3 separate regions of the Mus musculus genome follow, and regions 2 and 3 are each linked to region 1. Evidence: chromatin contacts called from public HiCAR-type and promoter capture Hi-C data. All regions are on one chromosome and are shown on one strand. Each heading gives the region's core, a stretch centred on a gene start, on an enhancer-like site or on the middle of the called end of the contact. The rest is flanking DNA. Distances are from core to core; before and after follow the strand shown. Region 1 holds the start of Cxadr (coxsackie virus and adenovirus receptor). Region 2 holds the start of Nrip1 (nuclear receptor interacting protein 1). Region 3 has its middle 66 kb from the start of Gm31258.

Region 1 (3,158 bases), core at 175-2,674:
AAAGGAGAGGAGGTGGGAAGAGGCAAGAGAGAGCCAGGATCTTATGGGTGTTTTGAAACCTCTAAGCCTGCCCCCAGGGATTCACCTCCTCCAACAAGGCCACACCTACTCCAAAAGGCTGCAGTACCCAATCCTTCTAATCCTTCCAAATAGTGATTAAGCATTTAAATATATGAGCCTGTGGGGACATCCCTATCACCCCCTACACCTGCCTTCTCTCTTTTCTCTGGTTCAACAAGCAACAAGGCATTCCCAATATTCCTTTATTAGTCCCTACTTGCTGAGCACTATGTGCTCTGTGGGGGGGGGGGCAAGCATTTTTTAAAAAAGATTTATTTATTTTTATATATTTGAATACACTGTCGCTGTCTTCAGATATACCAGAAGAGGGTACTTGATCCCATTACAGATGGTTGTGAGCCAGCCACTATGTGGTTGCTGGGAGTTGAACTCGGGACCTGTGGATGAGCAGCCATTGCTCTTAACTGTTGAGCCATCTCTGGACCTACCAAGCATTTTTTTTTTTAATGCACGATTTCACTTTCACTTCTAAATAACTTGCCCACCAAGACCCCTAACTCTTGGCCATTACGCTGGTTTCTTCTGTTTTCTACCTCCTAATATGGGGCTCTTGTGAATTTCAACATTTCTAACAGTTAAAAAAAAAATCTGGGAAGAGCAACCAAGAATAGTTAGCAAAGGCAAGTCTGAGGATAACAGCTTGGGAGAGCTGCAGGGCGGGATTGCACTGGCTTTTCAAATTCCTAATTTCCAAGAGCCACTCCCGTTCACTTAGCCATCCCCAACCGGTCCCACTTTTAAAGTTCTTTTGTCCCTGTGGGCTAACTTCAGGGCTGGAACGACTCATAATCGCAAGGAGGAGAAAAGCCCCAAGTATTTGTTAAACCTGCCGCCTCAATTTATAGGTCTAGTGTATACAGGGGCGGAAGAAAAGCCTCTCCTGAGCCTTCAATAGGAACCTAGCCATTCAAAAAGAAGGCAAGATATTGGCGGGGCTCTCTGATCGCCCTTGGAAACACGGGTGCCAGGAGGTCCCCACCCCTGACCACAGGATGCGGTGACTGCTGGCTAGTGGTGTGTCGAAAGAAACCTAGCTCAAGGTTTAGGGAGAGGGAGCAATTCCGGCCTGGAGCTGGGCTCTGGGGAGGAGGGCGTGACTGTTTCAGCAGTGAGACTGGCTCGCTGCTTCCCAGCTCACAAAGCGATTTAACCAGGAGTCGGGAGAGCTGGAGGTGGCTGCTAGCGCAAGCAGGTGTACAGCGCGCAAGACCGCTGGGACTGGAAGGTTCCTTAGAGGGGAGTGGGGGTGGGGAGGGGGGGTGGGACGCGGGCTGATCCCAGTTTCCATGGCAACCCCAGGGCGCCAACACTGTGGGCTCTTGCTTAGGGGCTCCCGGGTGCTGCCGGAAGTGACGCGTTCACCTGCCGAGCTGGGGCGGGGCGCAGAGGTGCCTTCGCTGCTGCCACCGCCGGGAGCCAGTCGGGAGTGTACCAGGCTCTGGGAAAACCAGGGCTCCCAGCCGAGATCGTTTACCTGCAAGCCACGACCCGGCCGGCAGCTACCATGGCGCGCCTACTGTGCTTCGTGCTCTTGTGCGGGATCGCGGGTGAGTTGCGGCACCTCTCCGTCCCAGTCGCTTGCGCTCCCAGCTCGCGGCCTCCCGGGAACAATGGGGCGTGGGGGGAGGGGGCGGCTCAATTTGGGGGGCGCTGCCGTGGTAGTGGCGGATGGGCACCCATGCACAGGGTGATCTGCCCCGGACCACGCGCGCCAGCCCGGAGAATGCATCGGTCCCCGGGAGCGGCGCAGGGGGCGTGAGGCGTCTGGGAGGCAGCGGAGCGGGGACCCGATCGTCCGGTGGCGGTGGCGGAGGCTCGCCCAGGGGCGTGTGGGGCGCGCCTCCAGGGCAGCTTACCCTGGGGACCATTTGGCTTTATCTGCCCTTGTCTGTTTCCCGCGTCTGCCTGGGTGTTGTGTGCCGCCAGCCTTCCCCGATTTCCAAGCTCCGGGCTGCGAGTTTTTAGGTATCGGGTAGTCCAAGCCGGGGAGGCTGAATTACCAACGCCATTATTTGAGAGAAGACTGAGCCGTTCGGTGTCAGTCGCCCTGGCTACCTTTAGGAAAGAAGCACCGAAGCTGCTGGTTTTTAGTCTCAAAGAACAGGCTAGCTCGACCCAGCAGCTCCGAGACGAGGTATTAGGAGCCGAAGGTCTGAAATCGCTGTTGGGGAGGAGTTAGCCCGGGTTTGTAATAAGTTGATTTTTTTTTTTTTTTTTTGTATGATGATTGACGTTCAGGTGGTGAGGCGTGTGGTGGTAGAAATCGCCCAGTACATCTTTCAGCTGCAGAGCGTCTCTTTCAGGAAATAAGGCATTAAAAAAAAAATGCCTGGACCCCAGGACGCATACGCATTCTAGCACTTAGAAATTAATCTTTTTCTAAGTGTGTTTTTAACAAGTCGGTCTCATTTCCTAATACTAAGCAATTGGAGGAATTTTCGAGCCAAGTGAGTCATGTAAAAGATTTACACGTTCAACTCTGGGAAGCACGCACGCGCACACACACCGTAGCCTCCGAAGAGGATTGCTTAGGATTGCGGGAGTTGGGAAGGTTGTTGGATCTGCCTCAGCTCTACTGGGATGGCTCTCTCTGCTTCCTGCTGAAATGTTAATTCCATTGTTGGATGCCACAGCTGTGGACATTACTCATGGGATCAACATTCTATTAACAAGTCTAATCTGTGGAGCTGAGGCTACCACACCGCCTCCACCTCCACCTTTTTTTTTGGATACAGATCTTTTAGGCTTGGCTGAAATTTCGAAATTAAATCTTGTGAAAAACAGGAAGGGTCGTTGAACCAGTCTGCTCGGTGAATCCCACCTTTGTTTGGTAAAACAAACCGAAGTTGAATACATCCAAAGCAGAAATTGGAGGAATGAAGAGGATGCAGGGAACTATCTTCCTCTTTTTTCTTTCTTATGAAGTAATGCTTTTTCCCCCTCTTCCTCTTCTGAAATACCTCTCTGGTGGTCACTCTTTCCATTAAGGCTATTTTAATATACCTAGCTCTTCATTCATATAATGTATGTGAGCACACTCTCGAAGGACAGATGTTTTTTTGTCTAAACAGGACAAC
Region 2 (3,158 bases), core at 183-2,682, 1.9 Mb before region 1:
TACAAAACCCAAGAAACACAGACCACACATCATTTAAGCATGTATTCGTATACACAGACACAGACAGACAGACAGACATGCCAATCTTGGTTTACTTTTAGTCTGTCTCTCTTTCTCTAAAAACACGGTTTTCCTTCAGTGTCACAATCAGCTTACATGAGCAGACAAACTCCAGCCTGGTGCCACAAAAAAATGAGTTAAAAGTTCTTGCACCTAATCATGTCCGGACTTTCCCCCAACTAAAATGACCCATTAATTAAAACAACAACGACGACGACAAAGTATTTTAACGTGAAATTACCTAACGTTCCGTTTTTCGTTTACGACCTCCAGAATCCAGTTAAATTACTGACATGATGGAAGGTAGAAACTCCTGGAATGCCTTAGAGATCAACATGTGTCAGACTCTCTGCCTGTCCGCCTTTTAAACACAGTGGATTCCTTTGTTCCTTCAGTCTGAATATCAACTCCTGATTAAAATTTGGAAAGTACTTTGGAAAGGGATAGGAGGGTCTGGGGAATGTTTGCACGCTAGAGGGTTTCTTCTAACAACAATAGTATTAAAGGAGGACAGTGGCACCAGAGAGGAGAGCGGTCTCCCCGGACTTTACCAGGCTCATGCGAGTGAACCCCCTCTCGGATGCTGGGGGAACTGGGCTGAGGCCTCGGGTGCAAGGAGCCTCGCCCTCCCTCGGCAAGCGGGGAGCTCGTGCCCAGCAGGCCGGGCCTGGGGCTCAGTGCTGCCCCTTCTCCGAGTCACTTTTCCCGGCCGGGGATCGGCGAGCACCGCGCAAGGGAGACGGCAGCGATAGGCGGGGAGCAGCGCGGGCGCCACCGAGAGCACCGCTGGGCGGCAGGACCGAGCGGCGCGGCAGCCAGCGCCCGGGGCTCGGGGCCAACGGGGGCAGCTGGGCGGGCGAGCTCGACCGGGGCCCCGCGACCCGGCCACCCGCGTGGGTCCCGGCGCAGAACACCCAGGGCGGCTGCGCCCCTCGCGCCAAGGCTGGCACGGACGAGCCCGCGGCTGGGAACTCCACAACTTGGCGGCTGCGCCGGCCGGGCCCGCGAGTTCCAGGGGAGAGCCGGAGCGGGGCGCGGCGGAGGGCTGTCCCCGGGATCCGTGTTCCCGGAGCTCCCCGCGGGCCTCCCCCGGCCTCCGCCGCCTCCACGGGCCGCGCACCCAGGCCGTGCCCGGGCGGCGCGGCGTCCGCTCCCGCGAGCTCCGCACGGAGCCCGGGCCGCGATTGCCACTCACCGAGGCCGCCGCGGCTCCGGGCCGCCGATCCGCGTCGCTCCCTCCTTCCCAGGTTAGCCGTGCCCTGCGGCCGCGCGAGGCCACGGGCGCTGCGCTCGGGCGGGCTGGGGCCGGCTCGTCCTCCGCCTGCGCCGCGGTCGCCGTCGCCTCCCGAGTTCGGGGCTCTGCTGCAATGTCTGCGAGGCTGACTTTGAGCGCCTCGCTCGCCGCCCGCCCGCCGCAGCCGCGCTCCTCCCTCCGCCGCCGACTTCGCGGCGGCCGGGTCCCTCCCCTCGCTGCTCCACGCCATTCAGCTCTTCAGCCAAGTTTCTTAACCCTTTTCTGCCCCTCCCTCCCATTGTCACCCGGGCCGAGCGCGCACCCGGAGGCTCGGCGGAGCCGGGGAGCCCACCGGGCGTCTGCAGGCCTCCTCGCCGGTGCTCCGGGTGGGGGTCCGGGACTGATCGGCCTTGAAGGCAGAGAGAGGACGCGGTTGGACCCGGAGAAGGAGGGGGTGCTGTGCTTCCCGAGCCGGCGCCCTGGCTTCCCAGCCCCGTCCAGCCAGCCGCCTGGACAGATTCCCCGCTAGGGGCCAGGCGATCGCCCATGTCACCCGTGCCGGGGCAAACGCTGGGGGCACCACAGGGGCGTCGGGGCACCTTAATCCTACCCCAGGTTCCCCAGCCTACGTGCTGGCACCTTAAGTGTCTCCCTTTCTCCCGTTTCACCCCACAAACACGCGTTCTTTTGGCGCCCTTTACCCACCCTCAATTTCCACCTCCTTAAAATCTGTGTCCCGCTCAAATCCCGGAAGCTGCGGCGCTGTATAACTCTAGGTCATTTTGACCCCATGCTCAGCACCTAGTAGGACCCAGTGATAAATATGGCATGATTCCAAGCGGAAAACTGGAAAGGAGACCTGAGGAGTGCACAGCTAGCTCCCTAGACGGACGCAGGACCCAGGAACCTGGTTTCTCTTCTGCTGCTTTGTCACTGCGAAGTCTCCAGCAGGGTCTGCCCGCCAAACTGCACCACCCCCAGGAAGGATCTGACCCAACAGGACTAGGAGATGGGCTGTCACTTCTTTAAAGCAGCTCTTGCTGGGTTCAGAGTCTCAATAAATAACAATTACATCATATAGCCAGGGTGGCAATGCAGGGAAACTTGGGTTTCCTGCAGCCTGGTCTCGCTGAACCCGCCTCTAAATTTGAGGTGGGCTAACAGATTGGTGAGGCGAGAAAGTGGAGGGAGGAGAGAAAAATAAGAAACCATGATCTCTTCCTCGCCTTGTGTTTTCTGCTTTTAAAACCTATTCTCTCTACTCCCTTCATATCTTACTTGTGAAGCCTCCTTTTAACGCTCCCCCTACCCCAGATGTCTCTGTCTCGTTTGTTTTTGACTCTAGTCATGAAAAGAATTACCTGCGGGAAGACTTGTGGTTGCAGAAGTTGTTTTTGTTTGACATTAAAAAAAAAAAAAAAAGGCTAAAGTACATCTTCGATTCACCCTAAACTCTGAAGTGCTATCCCTGCCTTAAAATACTTACTAAGACAATTTTGTGGATGAAGCTTTCTACTCTCATATGTTTTCATATCCTTAAGAATTTCGGTAGCATTTGGAAGCAGTTATTGATGCACACCAAAACCAAAAATTATCCAAGTGACCCAACCGTATTCTTTACTGTTATATAATAGCTCTATAGCTATTTTTCGGATTTTTCAAATGAAAAACGTCTGGGGTATCTTCCCAATCTTTAAAGTAAAGGCAATTTTTCAAATCAATTCTTAATAAAGCTATATTCTAGCACAGTCCTGAGCACATGCAGGAAATATTTTCCTTAATGGCGATGATGGTGCATTTTAAAATACTTATTATCTGTCCTCCTAGTGACTCACCTATGCAATCTGTTGTCATCTAAGGTAGT
Region 3 (3,158 bases), core at 286-2,785, 1.1 Mb before region 1:
TGCAAGATATACCCTAGTTCCGTGATATGGAAATGCGCAAATGGAGCTTAGGCAGATGCCCACGACAATTGAACTGCAAATAAATGAACATCTAAGCCTAACCGTGGAGAGACATGTACATTATTTAGCTTCTTACTCTGATGCTTAGTGATACAGAGGAAGTCTTTAGGTCCTTAATTACCTTTTATTTGCTGACTAGATTCTACCTCCACAGCTCACACCAATAAATAACTAGACTAATGTTTAAATCATGCACACACAACACACACACACACACACACACACACACACACACACACACACACACCACATACTTTTCCTTTGAAGCAGAAAATGATGTCTATATTCACCCAAGTGTTGTGGAGGAAGCATTAAGCTTTGGGAAGGAAATAATCGGTGGATTTTTATTCCTGAAGTAAGCAAGCATGTTCGTGCATATTCTTTCTGCATACATGCCTATGCGTCACTCAGTGCAAGCGGTGCCCCTGCAGCTTTTGCGCAGTAATTAGATTGGTGTAATCACAGTGGAATGAAGACAGCCACACTGATAATTTCACAGTGAATATTAAAGACATATGTGCCTTCCAGTGTACAATAAATGAACCTGAACTGCTGTCAGGGTCTAGGAGGACAGTGTGGCCAATGCACCTATTGTGTCCCTGCTGCAGAAAGGAGCCTGCCGATTGGCTACTGTCTGCAGCACATAGCACTGGCTTGTTATAAAGGACTTGTCTAGGGGAGAGCCTGTAGGTACTCCATTGTCTGGTAAAGTTCATATGACTGCATTATTTTGCAAGGGGGGTGGTGGAGGTGGTGGTGGAGGGAGAGCTTAGAGGGGGTATCAGCTCAACTGTAAAAGCTATACAGATTCTCTCTCTCTCTCTCTCTCTCTCTCTCTCTCTCTCTCTCTCTCTCTCTCTCTCTGTCCTTCCTCTCTCTCTCTCTCCCCCTCTCCCTCTCTCCCTCTCCATAGATCATCTCTGCTTCATGCCCTGTCTCATTTCGCATAGCTAAAAAAAAAAGAATGCTAATTAAGATCCCATGTCTTAACCTGAAAATAATGACTCGGCTGTAATTAGAAATCTGCTGAGAGTTTAAAATTCTAGTAGGGGACCAAAAGCATCAGTTATGGTGATTAGGAAGAAAATGAAGAAGTATGTTTCTGTAATCAAGGTAAACATGGGAAAAGGGGGATTCCCTCATCTTTTTTTTTTATCCAATTTTAACCAATAGTATTCTGCTGCAGATGAGAAGATACTGTGTTTCAAAAACGATTTTAACCATCAAATTGAAAGAACACAAATCAGTAGCAATAGAAGCCTTAATCCTCCTTAGGATGCAATTCAGATGAAAGACCTGCTTTTATTTTTCTTTTTTGTATGTGTGTGTTATAGACGGATCTGAGAACGCTGTCTGGGCTTCGTGCCAAGGGCTGGTATTCACACAGCAACGACGGCCTCACAGAAGAGCTGTGGGAAGCAGGAGGGCGAGCCTCTCTTAGGGTGCCACTACTATGGAGACACAGCTGGGCTGAACAAGATTTGCTTCAAACGACAACAAGAGAGACAGAAAGTATCTGATTCAACCGCTGCCCAAGCAGGCAGGCACCAGAAGAGCTAGCAGCCAATCCGGCCATGCTCGAAGCCAGTCCTGCAGCTCAGCCAATCAGTGACATCATTGGTGAGAAACTCATTTACATCATGCAGTAATGAACTTTGTTTAACATAGCCTTCCCCCTTTTCCTATTACCCTCCCCTCCCCCAGATTAGTCCTTCCATTAATTATTCTGGTGGCATAATTTAAATCGCTATGTGAAAATGTGGCTACATTCTTCCTGGTAGCTCTTACCCAGTCTCCAACTGATGTCTGCAGTAACAGAAGTGGTTCTAAGTACAATGCTATTTTGCTTGGTTGGGTCTTGCATATATTATCTTCTCCTTCTTAAAAAGAAAAAAAAAAACTCTCAGAAAAAAAATCCCAAACTTTTGTTTATTAGATGCCCCCTCTCAATGAAATACGTGTTTTCTCCAAGTTGCTGTACAATGTAATAGGGAATGGGGGGGGGGTATGCTGCCATGGACGTTGTGATTTTTTTTCCAAGCAATCTGCATCTTGGAGGTCCCTTTCACGTTTTTAGATTTTATGTTGTAGTGGCCATTTTACATACAGTGCTTTCTCCAAGAAAAAGCTCTATGTACATCTGTCAAATGGAGGAAAGTTCTCTCTTGTTTTATTCTGTCCTTCACTGCTCTCAGCCAACATGTCATCTTATTAATGAATAGAACTGAGGTCATTTCTGAACAAATCTCTCCCTTCCCATCGCAGCACAATGCACCTGATTTGCATCCATTTACTAGAAATACTGAATACAAGAACCAGCTTGAAAAGAAGTGCAGGGAACAGCTTACATATTATTTCAGAATATGACAGGGACATTTGTTTCTCAGGAGGCATAATATGTAACAGCTGCTTTAATGTTTCTCTGAAAATGCCTGCTCTCCATTTATAGTTCAATACCTCCAGTGAATTTATGGGATCATTATATAACCAGAGTTGAGCAAATGAAATCATAGTCACGAAGGAATTCATTTATCTACGGAAAGACATTTGGAAGTACAATGTTGTCTCGCACATTTGTGTTTTGTTGGTCAGGATAACACACTTTGTTCGATAGATGGCTTAAAAAGTCTGAAACATGTGGTCTGAGAAGATTTCTATTTGCTTTACAGATGCCCAAAGACTGAAACTGGGACAGACTTTAGTGTGATTTCTCTTAATTCATATATTCCATGCGTTGTTGCCATGAAAAGCATGTGGTTGTCTAGAACTGATAGCCAAAGTCCATTGTCTATTTTCTATTAAAGGAATGCTTTGGATATAATTATTCAAAGACATGGAATTTTAAAATACACCAACAAAGGTGTCATAACTGTGCACGGTTTTTTAAAAGAAGCTTAGCGAGCACAATGATAGGCATAGCCACACGAAGGGTTTAGACAAGAAGCCCATGGCCCTTTTAATTCATGAGGCATTCCGTCATCCCGTCATCTGTATTCAGGGGGCGACTGTCCTGAATCAGTCATGAGCTCCCCTGCTGCAGATCCTGTAATTTGAATCATGTGTAATAATATATTATCCTACTGGGGGCCCTCTCTCAG

Evidence for each region. Promoter capture Hi-C pulls out the DNA fragments that hold promoters and counts their contacts. HiCAR-type assays count read pairs that join an accessible place to other places.
Region 2: a contact with region 1 is called in a promoter capture Hi-C map of hippocampal neurons, with 4 times the contacts expected there. The contact joins the promoter of Nrip1 here to the promoter of Cxadr in region 1. A contact is called at or near these places in 2 of 39 promoter capture datasets (hippocampal neurons and liver).
Region 3: a HiCAR-type map of astrocytes shows a contact between it and region 1, with 3 times the contacts expected there. The contact joins the enhancer-like site here to the promoter of Cxadr in region 1. A contact is called at or near these places in 3 of 39 promoter capture datasets (the 3T3-L1 cell line, cranial neural crest and hippocampal neurons), 1 of 484 Hi-C or Micro-C datasets (cerebral cortex) and 3 of 115 datasets of contacts at active chromatin or transcription factors (astrocytes, embryonic forebrain and neural tube).

Annotation. Positions count from the first base shown.
Region 1 is chr16:78,300,247-78,303,404 of GRCm38.p6, forward strand. Cxadr (coxsackie virus and adenovirus receptor) reads left to right here and starts at 1,425. Exons shown (of 7, transcript NM_001025192.3): 1 at 1,425-1,628. The coding sequence starts at 1,586.
Region 2 is chr16:76,371,617-76,374,774 of GRCm38.p6, forward strand. It overlaps Nrip1 (nuclear receptor interacting protein 1), which reads right to left and starts at 1,433. Exons shown (of 4, transcript NM_173440.3): 1 at 1,256-1,433.
Region 3 is chr16:77,235,571-77,238,728 of GRCm38.p6, forward strand. No RefSeq gene overlaps it. Among named protein-coding and RNA genes, the nearest start is that of Gm31258, 66 kb to the right of the region's middle. Within about 2 kb of position 1,536, at least 101 of the 459 cell types and tissues checked have an H3K27ac peak or open chromatin away from gene starts, as enhancers often do. A contact at or near this core is called in astrocytes, cerebral cortex, embryonic forebrain and 1 more, where this site is marked.